Linked DNA regions of Hordeum vulgare: region 1 is linked to region 2. Evidence: chromatin contacts called from public Hi-C data. All regions are on one chromosome and are shown on one strand. Each heading gives the region's core, a stretch centred on a gene start, on an enhancer-like site or on the middle of the called end of the contact. The rest is flanking DNA. Distances are from core to core; before and after follow the strand shown.

What was found. A called contact is a pair of places that touch in the nucleus more often than the background predicts.
Region 1: a Hi-C map of seedling shows a contact between it and region 2, with 2.8 times the contacts expected there. The contact joins the promoter of LOC123406390 here to the promoter of LOC123401976 in region 2. A contact is called at or near these places in 3 of 6 Hi-C or Micro-C datasets (leaf and seedling).

What each region holds. Positions count from the first base shown.
Region 1 is chr6H:491,153,609-491,159,271 of MorexV3_pseudomolecules_assembly, forward strand. LOC123406390 (NAC transcription factor ONAC010-like) reads left to right here and starts at 2,652. Exons shown (of 1, transcript XM_045099894.1): 1 at 2,652-4,336. The coding sequence starts at 2,693. The coding sequence ends at 4,105. It overlaps LOC123406391, which reads right to left. Exons shown (of 8, transcript XM_045099895.1): 5 at 5,454-5,603; 6 at 5,015-5,110; 7 at 4,892-4,912; 8 at 4,386-4,805. The coding sequence ends at 4,638.
Region 2 is chr6H:491,549,120-491,555,141 of MorexV3_pseudomolecules_assembly, forward strand. LOC123401976 (3-ketoacyl-CoA synthase 5-like) reads right to left here and starts at 3,845. Exons shown (of 1, transcript XM_045095841.1): 1 at 2,119-3,845. The coding sequence starts at 3,728. The coding sequence ends at 2,274.

The DNA of each region.
Region 1 (5,663 bases), core at 1,402-3,901, 400 kb before region 2:
TCACATTCTGACTCTTCTCCTTATGTCTATTCCTATGCTGGGCAGCAGTGGCAACTAGTACCACAACTTGTATGTGTGTACAATCTATTGCACCGGCTGCGGCCTCCTCCGCCCTAGGGCACGGGCCTACCACGACCAGGTCCGATCGGAGGAAGGCCATGATCGGCCGACTGGTCGAAGAGGAGTTGCTGGTACGAGCCCAACTCCGGGAAGTCGTCGACGTTGCTGTTGAGATCCAAGAAACGCCTGAAACCCATTCCCCTCCTGAGATTTCCACCGACGGATGAGAACTGGGAGAATAAAGGCATCTGCTCCTCCTCCTCATCAGCCATGGTACGGTGACCTGGGACGCGGAGATCGTCATCAGCCATGGCGCGGTAACCTGCAGTCAACATGGATCATCATCAGCTAAAATGTCAACAAGAAACTGGACATTTTTCAGTTCAACAGCCAAAATGTCATCAGTTCCATCTTTTTCAGTTATTATCCAGGAAACGCAGCAAACTTGGCACGCAGCACACACCCAACAATACTACTGCTGAATTCTGAAGCCACCACTACCGAGGGAACCAGCAACATGCACGAACCATGCGGACTGCTGGAGTACCAGTACATGAACCATGCGGACCAGAAAGCTCCCGCGATGCAGAAACGGGGCGACGGGGGGAAGAACCAACGCAGAAACGGGGCGGCGGGGGGGGGGGGGGGACGAACCGAGGCACAAAACGTGAAGACGGGGCGGCGACGGGGCGGGGCGGCGACCGAGCGGCGACGGGGCGGGGCGGCGGCGGCGATTGGGGCCTGCGAGCGACGCGGGGTAGGGCGGTGCGGCGGCGGCCACTGGGTGGATCGATGCGGGACTTTTTTCACGGGCTAACGAGCAATAAGTCCCAATAAGCTCCTCCCACAGAGTCTTATTTGATAAGTCCCAAATCACCATAATAAGTCCCAATAAGTCCCTTGTGTTTGGTTTAGGTGGAACTTATAGGGACTTTTTTAAGTCCCAAAACCAATAAGTCCCTGGAAACAAACACCCTCTTATTCGACCGCATCTCTCTTCAATTGAACAACAAACACCTTACAAACTTCAAAAGAAAAAAAGTTATAGAGGAGCCTGTTAATCAATTTACTGTATTAACTAGCAAAAGAGCCAGTGCGTTGCAACGGCATAACAAAATTATGCCTTTCGAATCAAGCGATTGATAGCATATTTTACCTATAATGAGCTCCTGTCGTCGCACCGCCCCTCCTTTCCCCCTTTATCCCTCTCCATGTCTCCTTTCTGACATGAGCTCCAGATGCCTTGGATCTGACCGAGCTCCAGTCTTCCTCGTCGTGACCGGTGACCCCGTCCTCGTCACCCGCCGCGTACAGGTCCGTGCGCTGCGAGCTCCACCCCCCACCGTTGTTCTGTAGATCGCGGGTTGAACGCAGAGTTCTGTTTCACAAACGAAACGTTTTTCTCAGATATTCACTAAGAAAAGGACCGCGGGTTAATTTATCAGAAACAAAGTTTTTTTTTGTAAAAACACAACGACGTACAACCAGAAGCAGTATTTGCTTTATTATTAGAGATAGAGATTAAGGACGTTGATAACGTCCATACGTGTGGTGGATGCAATATCCGTCCACACGCCTATAACACACAGATTACAGTCACGTCGCGCATGAATGTGAGAATCTTTTTGGATTTTTAGTTTTTAAATGTTTTATCTTTTAAATAAAAATTTGATTGAAGATCCGTTTTCATCATTAAATCCATCGCGACGAGATCTTCGAAATTAGATCTTATATCAATATGTTTCGATAATATTTTTTTGTTAAAATTTGTCATGTCTATTACACATGAATTGCCATGGTGTTTACACTGAAGTTGTCATGATATTTTTCAGCTACTTTTTCTTCTATCTTTAAAAGTAAATTTTGACATATTATAAAAGAAAAAAGTAAATAGAACATGTCATGACAACTTTTTTTTGAGAGAGTTTTTTTCATTCATATCACGAATCAGTACAATGAAGTTGACCCTTACAAGCACACTGAAACGCAAACACGAAGGACCTTAAACACCTAGAGTACCTAAGACAACCATAACAAGAGGATCTCCGGAGCCCAATGTCACCATCCCTGAATCTTGAGAGAAGACTCGTGTAGCAGAAGGATCTGCAACCAGTCGCAAGCAGGTCATCATCTTCGACCATGGTACAATTGCCGCCACGCTGTTTCATCGCAAGCAGGTCATGACAACTTTAGTGTAAACACTATGGCAAACTATAATGTGTAAACAAGACAACTTTTGGCCATTTTTTTTTCTCGAAACGTATCAACATGGAATATAGTTTTGAAGATCTCGTCGAGACGGATTTAATGGTGAAAACAGATTTTTAACTGAATTTTTAATTAGGAGATAAAATATTTTTAAACCGAAATTAAAAAGATTTCCGCTGATATCTCACGCGTGAGCTTTTTCGTTAATTAATCAAGGGCTTGTTAATTAGTCGTTCCCGCGGTTTCCAATCCGAGTCCGTGAGTGGCAATCATGGAAAGATCTCAGTCCGACTCGAGCGAGGTTAGCTAGATCACCAAGCCACCTCGTCTATATTAGCGACGGAACCCTCCACTTCCACCGATCGAAACAAGAAACGGAGCCAGCGAACGCGGAGCGGAGCGGAGCGGAGCAGATCAGCCCAACATGGAAGCATCCAAGTTCGGCTTCGGCCCCAACCTGCCGCCGGCGTTCAAGTTCGACCCCACCGACGACGACATCGTCGCCTACTACCTCCTCCCGCGCGCGCTCGGCCTCCCCAACCCGCACGCGCACGCCATCATCGAGGACGACCCCGGGAGCGCCCCGCCGTGGGAGCTCCTCCGGCGGCACGGCGGCGACGGCGGGATCGACCACGCCCTCTTCTACGGCCCCCCCACGGCCGGCCGCCGCAGGAAGCGCACCGTCAAGGGCGGCGGCGTGTGGCAGGGGCAGAAGGTGAACGAGGGCATCGCCACCCTGCTCGGCCCCGGCGGCGCCGAGCTGGACATCGCCTACAAGCGCTACGATCTCACCTTCAAGCGCAAGGTCAGCATGGGGTACGTCATGCACGAGTACGAGATCACGTCGCCGCCGCTCCCCGGCAAGGTGCTCAGCCGCGTCAAGATCAGCAGCAACGCCAAGGGAAAGGCCGCCGCCGCCGCCGACCAACAGATTGTGCTCCCGGACCCTGAGCTGCCGGGCACGAGCTACTACGACCACGCCGCCGCCGCCGACCAACAGGTTGTGCTCCCGGACCCTGAGCTGCTGGGAACGAGCTACAACGACCACGACGCCGCCGCGATGGAGAGCAACGGCGAGGGACTTGGTGACACGCAAGCTGGTGCTCTGTCTGGCGGCAACGGCGGTGACTACTGCTATGAGCCTCTCAACTGTATCCTCCCGGAGGGCGAGTACATGGACAACGGCCTCTCGTTCACCGACCAGCTTGCCGCGGCGATGAACAGTGACGGCCAGGGATTCACCGCCGCTCAAGCCGGTGCTTTCTACGGCTGCGGCATGGTGGAGACGAACGGCGCCTACTATGGCCCTTCACCGTTCTTCCCGGTTGCTAGCCAAGAGGTTGCCCCATGGCCTAATCAGCTGGGCCAGATCCACAGCCACACCCAGTACTACGCTGGAGATGACGCTGCCCTGGTGTGCTACGGCGGCGAGCAACAAGCCGGTGGCGCTCTGTGTGGCTACTACAACGATGACGGCGGTGTCATGACAACCGAGAGCGCCCACTCAACTATTTCTCCCGGCAATGACGGGGAGCAGAACCGGGACGAGACCTATGACTACATGCCTCTCGGCGACAACGCCGGCGACTTCAACTGTGAGCAGAACCGGGACGAGACCCATGACTACAGGCCTCTCGGCGACAACGCCGGCGACTTCAACTGTGAGCAGAACCGGGACGAGACCTATGACTACACGCCTCTCGGCGACAACGCCGGCGACTTCAACTGTGAGCAGAACCGGGACGAGACCTATGACTACAGGCCTCTCGGCGACAACGCCGGCGACTTCAACTGTGAGCAGAGCGACGCCGGCGATGCGGCCACCGATCGAGAGTGAACTAGTCGAAGCAATACATCTAGGAACTACTCGTAGGATATGGGATAGCGTATCATACTACCATACCATGTCATGTGCTTGTACCGATGGATGGTCTACAATTACGCACCCGGATTTTTTGAACTCGATCCTTAACAATTTTATTACATACGTAAAGTTGTCGCCTCTGGTTGAAAGTTCTTTTCTTACTTATTACACACTCAGATGTTTTTCTACTGATCGGACCTGCTCGGATGTCATTTGGCCACACAAATTCGCAATAGCCTACAAATTTTGGTCATAATCGAAGCCACAAAGATTCATATTTCTTTTGCTATGTGCTTACTGTTTATCGTGCTTGTTGTATGTCTGGGTGTAGAACAACCACTCTCTTTTCTCCCTGAATGTATATATGGCTCAGACATCCCAAGTTGCTATAAGCTTTTATGACTGTTTACACTAGCCAAATCACTGAAGAGAGAATTCTGCTTTGGTGAACCATGGTGATGATGTAGCCCTAATTCGAAGGTCTGATCAACAATCCAGTCAGTACTCAGTAGGGCACCGTGGCAGTGACCGTTCTATGCCTGGGGTCTGTCAGCACGGAGCACACATTGACGAAGCCTGCTTGGCTCAGCGCATCCTCCAGATCCAGCATGTAGTACTCGTCCAGGAACGGTTCAGTGCTCTTCATCAGGGTGAACAGAACGGGTGATAGTTCCTGAAACGGTAACAAATTATTAGTACTCTAAGTCAACGTGAGTGAGAATCAGATGAGGAGCTTCAGTAAATTTTGCTCGAGATTACCTGGAGTACTTTTGACTTTGGCTGAGGCCAGTACAAAAGGAAGTGGAGTTAGATTTCAGAACTTTTCTCAAAACAGTTGTGTTACCAGTAATAACTTCATATTGGGAAACTGAATTTTCTTACTGAGTTGTCTGTTAAGGCGATGGTTCCTCCTGGGCGAAGCAGTCTGAATGCTTCCTTCGCTAATCCGATTATTGCTCGTGCTGGACACTCGTGGCACTGCAGGTGTTTATAGAATTGCACTTGCAGCATTAATGGTGATTTTCGAGCTACCATTTCATTTTTCAAAGTCCTTAGCACAGCGTTCATGTAAAGAAGTCTATAATCCTAATTAGATGCAAACATATGCATATCACTACAATTGTGTATGATCAAGAACAGCTATTGTTTTGTCGCTTCAACATCTTCTCTTTTAAAAAAAATCAGTCTTTGTCTCCCTTTCCAACATTATTGAGGGTATCAGCTAATGAGACAACATTGGTTGATTTTTGAAAGACAAAAATACAGGGAGATTACAATTGTTTATTTCGTGATAACCATTTCAAGATATGATAGAGATTACCACATAAGCAAGGGAGACGACGTCGAATGAATTCGGTGGCAACCCAGTCGCTTCACCGTTTGCATGAACCCAACGAATAGGGTTTTGCCGAGACAGTTGTTCTTCTTTCTGTGCTGCCACGGACAGGAAGTAGGGCGATAGATCTAATCCCTTGATAATTGAAAAGGCTCCAAATTAGCAGATCCATATAGAAACCAACCAAAGAATCGT
Region 2 (6,022 bases), core at 2,595-5,094:
TTTTTTTTTTTGAGAATCCGAGGGCGTTACACCGCCATGGCAAAGTTGTAAACCACAGCAGTCGGTCCACGAGCAAGATCCAGGCGAGCAGAGCCCAGAAGTAGTGTAGTGTGGCCCAGCCCACGTATCACTTCAGCTAGCAACATTGTCTAAAAAAAAAAACTTTCCTCGCAGCACGGGTCAGTGTTCGGCAGAGGGAATAGCTTGCCAGTGCCAGCATGTCAAAGGCAGTGCATGCGCGCCACTTAACTACGCGCATGCATTTCGGATTCTAGATGCACGTCAATTAAACCTGCAATTTAGCTGTCAGTTCAACCTGTAATCAGAGCAATGTGTACCGAGTGGAATATGAATCACCAACCTTTTTTTGAGAGAGAGTTTTTGTGACCACGTGGACGCCTCCTCATGGTCGGCAATGTTTGCACCACAGCGGTATTGGTGATATGCTATGCGTATGTTCAGATCAACATCCGCCAGCCTTTCTTAAGGAGCCAAATTTGCTGATCTGTTCTGTAGATTTATGATGTATCCCCACCCCCACATAGCACATATATATATCCATGCAGCAATGCATCTATCGCCATTGCTACATCTGCATATTTGGCAAGAGACAAAAAGAGAACGAGCGCATATGCAGTCAAGGAAGCGGTTGGCTCATCTGCATGTGCTGGCAGAGATTATCAGGCATGCATATGTTCAGGTCAGTGTACAAACGGAACTCCTGATAGCCGGAAGGAGGCCATGGTTTCCGATGTTTGGCGTGTCTGCTCTTTTCCTCGGCAGCCAGATCGCAACGCTGTCTCGTACTGAAGCATCTCCTTTCGGGTAGGAGATCGCCGGATGTGGCTCCCCTCTCTCTTCTCCCTGCGAACAGGCAGAGGATAGCAACCAACCGGCGGTTGGTGCCCAATGCCAATGTTTCCCCGTGCTCGTCCAACCGAGCAGTAGATTTCGGCCATTTACTCCTCGGCTGGCTAGCCGCACTGCCGCGGGTCCGGTGAGTGACTGTGGTGGCCGCGGTTGGGCCAATGCAACTGCACATTCATGCCGCTCCGGCGCGCGGAGGGGCCCTGGACGCGGACGGGGCGGCGCGGCGGCGCGGCAGAAGGCCGAGCTGGACCGGGCACGCGGCGGGGACGGCGACATGCCACCCTTTGCCGACGCCGATGGCATGCGCGCGCTTCCGGCGGCACGAGGCCGTTGGGCAGGGCTTGCCGATACGCACGGCGCATCGGCTAGCCGGCATTGATTGGACTCGCAGTCGCAGCGACACGTACGTACGCCTCCGGCCGTTGGCGCTGTTGGCGCGTCTCGCGCATGCATGCATGCATGCATGGAGAGGACTGGATGAGCAGAGGACTGGATGAGCGGGAGGGCGGCCGTGTCAGGCCATAAATTTACGCCAGCGGCGGGACAGGACTGCGCGTGCAGGGACTGAATTAAATTAAATTGAACCGGGGTGGCATGTCAGGCCCTGACTGCACAGAAAGCGCCGAAGCGGCGGGTTCAGACAGCCAGCAGTCTGAACCATCCGGTGAGTGAGTGAGTGACTGCCCGTCCGTCACCGCGGCGCGCAGAGATGAATTGATGGAGCAGGGTGGTAGGTCGGTAGGGCACTGACTGAGTCGACCCAGCTCTCTGCTTTTCATTAACTCGTAGGACATCATCGAACGGCCAAAAGGAAAAACGAGGGGCTTGTGTGCACGACACTCATCATCACGCCAATTGAGCGTGCGCTACGTAACGACTAACGAGTGTTAACAGACAGGGCACGTGATCAAAGCAACCAAACCAGCTCGCACGTGCCGCGGCGCAGAAGCACGATCCCGGTCGATGGAGCCAGTAGACCACGGCGGCGAACCGGCGATGAGCTCAGTGCAGCCAACAATGCAAACCCTACCAGCTTCCGGCCGCCGGCGCATGCATGCACCAACCCTACCGTCGCCCGTCGGGACCTCACGTCTTCTCATCAGTTAAAACGTTTGGTGCGAAGGATCACGTAGGGCGGTAGGGGAGGAGAAGTAAAAGGGAGAAGCATACATCAATGCGAAGCAACGTGCAGAGAGAGAGAGAGAGAGAGAGAGAAAAGAGATGGAGTCGCTCACTGGATGCATGCAGGCATGCAGCAATGAATAGTTACTACGTACAGAGCACGGATCGATCGTTGGTAGTATTACTAGTGTGCTACTGCCTAGTAGTGGCTACTGTGTAGACTTTCCTGTGTAGGAGCGAACGTGTGTGTACGAATGTGCACGAGATCGACGAGCTAGTGGCTAGTGCTTGAGCACGTCGGGGATGTCGACGGGGTAGCGGTGGACGCAGGCGGCCCAGGGCCCGTCGGCGCCGCCGGGCGCCGCGGGCGGGCGGATGCACTCCCAGGCGGCGCTGTTGCACTTGAACCCGGAGCCGAAGCCGATCATCCACACGCGGTCGCCCTTGCGCATGCGCCCCTTGGCCTCCACGTACGCCAGCTCGTACCACAGCGAGCTGCTCGACGTGTTGCCGAACCGGTGCAGCGTCATCCGCGACGCCTCCACCTGCTCGTCCGACAGCGTCAGGCTGCGCTGCAGCTCGTCGATCACCGCCCGCCCGCCCGCGTGGATGCAGAAGTGCTCGAACGCCGTGCGGAAGTCCGGGATGTACGGCTTGATCCCGCGGTTCACCACCCTGCGCGCGATGAAGGACAGCGCGAACAGCAGCTGCTCCGACGCCGGCAGCACCAGGGGCCCCATGGCCGTGATGTTCGCCTTCAGCGCCTCGCCGGCGACGCTCATCAGGTCCTTGGACAGGTTTATCCCCACGTTGCCGCGCTCGTCCTCCTCCTGGTACACGCAGCGGTACGCGCCGTCCTGGGACCCGGTCAGCGTCCGCACCACCCGCGCCAGCCGGAACCGCGCGTTGGCGCCGTTGGTGGAGAGGAGCACGGCGGCGCCGCCCATGCGGAAGAGGCAGTTGGGCAGGAGCATGGCGCGCTCCTTGCCCATGTAGTAGTTGGGCGTGATGGTCTCCGTCGACACCACCAGCGCGTTCGAGCCCCTGGGAGCGACCTGCAGCAGGTTCCGGGCGAGCCCCACGGAGATGAGACCGGCGCTGCACCCCATCCCGGCGAGGTGCACGTTGCGCACGTCCTTGCGCAGGTTGTACCGGTTGACGATCATGTCGGCGAAAGACGGCGTTGGCGCGAAGAGGCTGCAGTTGACGACGAGGATGTCGATGTCCACCGGGGCGACCTTGGTCTTGGCGAGCAGGTCGTCGATGGCGGAGAAGACGATGAGCTCGGCCTCGGCGCGGGAGGACTCGAGGTCGCAGGACGGCGGGATGTAGTGCTGCGCGTAGGGGAGGCAGGTCTCCTCCCCGAGCCCCGAGCGCTCGAGCAAGCGCGACATGAAGCGCACGCTGCGCTCGTCGAAGCCCGGCCACACGCGGGCGTGCTCCTCGAACGCGGCGAACGGGACGCGGCAGCTGGGGCTGGTGCGGAAGCACGCGTAGTCCACCATGTACACCGCGCGCGGCCGGAGCTTGAGGTAGACGGCGGCCGCCGCGGACGGGACGAACGCGGCGAGGAACATGTGCACGGGCCGGAGCGCGCGCAGCCGGGCGAGCAGCTCATCGGGCCCTAGCTCCGCCGCCTTGAGCAGGGCCGAGGCGGCGAAGGGCACTGCCACGATGGCCACGATGTTGCTCACCGCCAGCTGGTACAGCCGCTTGAGCTGCGCCGACGAGCTCATGCTAACGGTGCGCTCTGTATCGTTTGCGTGCGCTCGCGTCTGTGTTGGGAGCAGCTGTAGCTCTGTGGCCTCGTGGGTGTGTGTGTCGCTTGGCTCGCGGTGGGAGGCGAGGAGAAAGCCGGGAGGGAGAATTTAAAGAAGCGAAACTCCGGGTACCGGGACCCCGCAGGTGGAGCCCGAGCCTGTCGCTCCGAGAAGAGATCACACTATAGAAGTGGTTAGAGGGGAAGAAAATTCTATGGGACGGGGCCTCATAGTGCCGGGTCTCAAGCCCCTCTTCAGATTTTGACACGTCATTGTTTGCACACATCTTAAAGCTGCTTAAAATACCCTAATCAGTTGATACGTATTTATAGTATGGATACGACACAATATCAATCTAATCAATACCTTCCGTCCAACAAACGTAACCAGAAGGTAGCAATCTTCTCACCTGCAGTCTCCGCCGCGCCCGACGTGGAGGCGCCGTCGTAGCAACATTTCCCCGGCGCCAAACCTGGGCACTGCCGCCATGTCTCCCATGGAGACCTCTCCTTTCGCCGGTGATGACGACGTGCTCGTCGTCCCTCACGGAAGCAGTGGCGGCGTCCACATGGAAGCAGCGGCAGCAGGCCTTCATGGAAGCAGCGGCAGCAGACCTGTCCCCATGGCTACCCGTCCATGCGCTGGCGACGACGATCTTCATGGAAGTGGCGGCGTCCACATGGAAGCAGCGGCAGCAGACCTTCATGGAAGCAGCGCTGGCGACGACGATCTTCATGGAAGTGGCTGTGTCAATGTTAAAACCATACCTGTTCCTAGAGTTGGAATGGCATTTAAGTTTGAGGAGGAGGCATACGATTTTTACAATAATTATGCTTGTAAAGTTGGGTTCAGCATTCGAAGGAGCCACACGAAGTTGAGACGAGATGGAACCGTTTATCAGAAACATTTGGTTTGCAGCAAACAAGGTGAGCGAGAAACTCATTCATCACATCACACCAAGAATGAAAATGCAACCACAAGGTGTGATTGCAATGCCCGTGTTCAGCTGAGTATTTCTCCTGATGGCGTTTGGAATGTGCAAAAGGTTCTTCTTGAGCACAACCATGATTTCGCAAGTCCAGATAAGAGGCACATGTTGAGGTCGCAACGTCGTATTGCAGCGTCCGGTAAACTTGTGATTGGTGAGATGCGTGAAGCCGGAATAAAGCCAGCTGAAGTGTACAATTTTTTCAAGCAGTGGTATAAAGGACCCCATAATGTACCTTTCTTGCGGATGGATTCCAATAACCATATTGGTCGTGAGCGTAGGAAGTATCTGGAAGTTAATGATGCGCAAACATTGCTGGAATTCTTGAAAAACAAGCACTTAAATGATCCTTCTTTTTTTTATGCTATACAATTATACGAAGAGGATTGCCGGATAGCTAATTTTTTTTGGGCAGATGGTCAAGCTATCATGGACTACGCTTGCTTTGGTGATGTTTTGTCCTTTGACACAACATTTCAGACAAACAAGTTTGAAATGCCTTTTGCACCACTACTTGGAACAAATCATCATAAGCAAACCATTCTTTTTGGAGCTGCCCTGTTATGTGATGAAACCAAAGATTCATTCATCTGGCTCTTCAACACATTCTTAACCGCCATGTCTGGCAAGGCACCTGCAACCATCTTCACCGATCAGTGTGCTGCCATGGCGAAAGCAATCAGCATTGTTCTCCCAAATACAAAGCACCGCCTCTGTTTGTGGCACATTTATCAAAATGCTGCTAAGCATCTTAGCCATGTAATTTCAGACCATCCTCAATTCCTTGCTGATTTTAAGAGATGTGTCTATGAGGAAAGGTCAATAGCATACTTTGAAATGAAGTGGCAAGAATTGTTGAGTGCTTACAACCTTCAGGATAACACATGGTTACAACAACTCTATGATCTGCGTGAGAAGTGGGCTACTGTTTACCGTCGTGATTCCTTTTGCGCCAACATGACTTCAACTCAAAGGAGCGAAGGTATGAATAACGTGTTTAAGAAAAGATTTCGAAAGAGACTCTGCCTTTCAGAACTCCTAGTAGAATATGATAAGTGTGCCGCTAGTCTTCGGGAGAATGAACTGGACGAGGACTTTAAATCACGTCAGTCTAAACCAGTTACTTGCATCAGAAACTTACCTATGTTGAAGACTGCTGCTGAATCATATACAAGAAGCCTTTATGTTGATTTTGAGGAGCAGTTTAAGCAACAATTTTCTGCCAAGTGCCAGTTAGTTTCCACTGTGGGGACAGTTAGAACTTACATGGTGTCACCTAGGA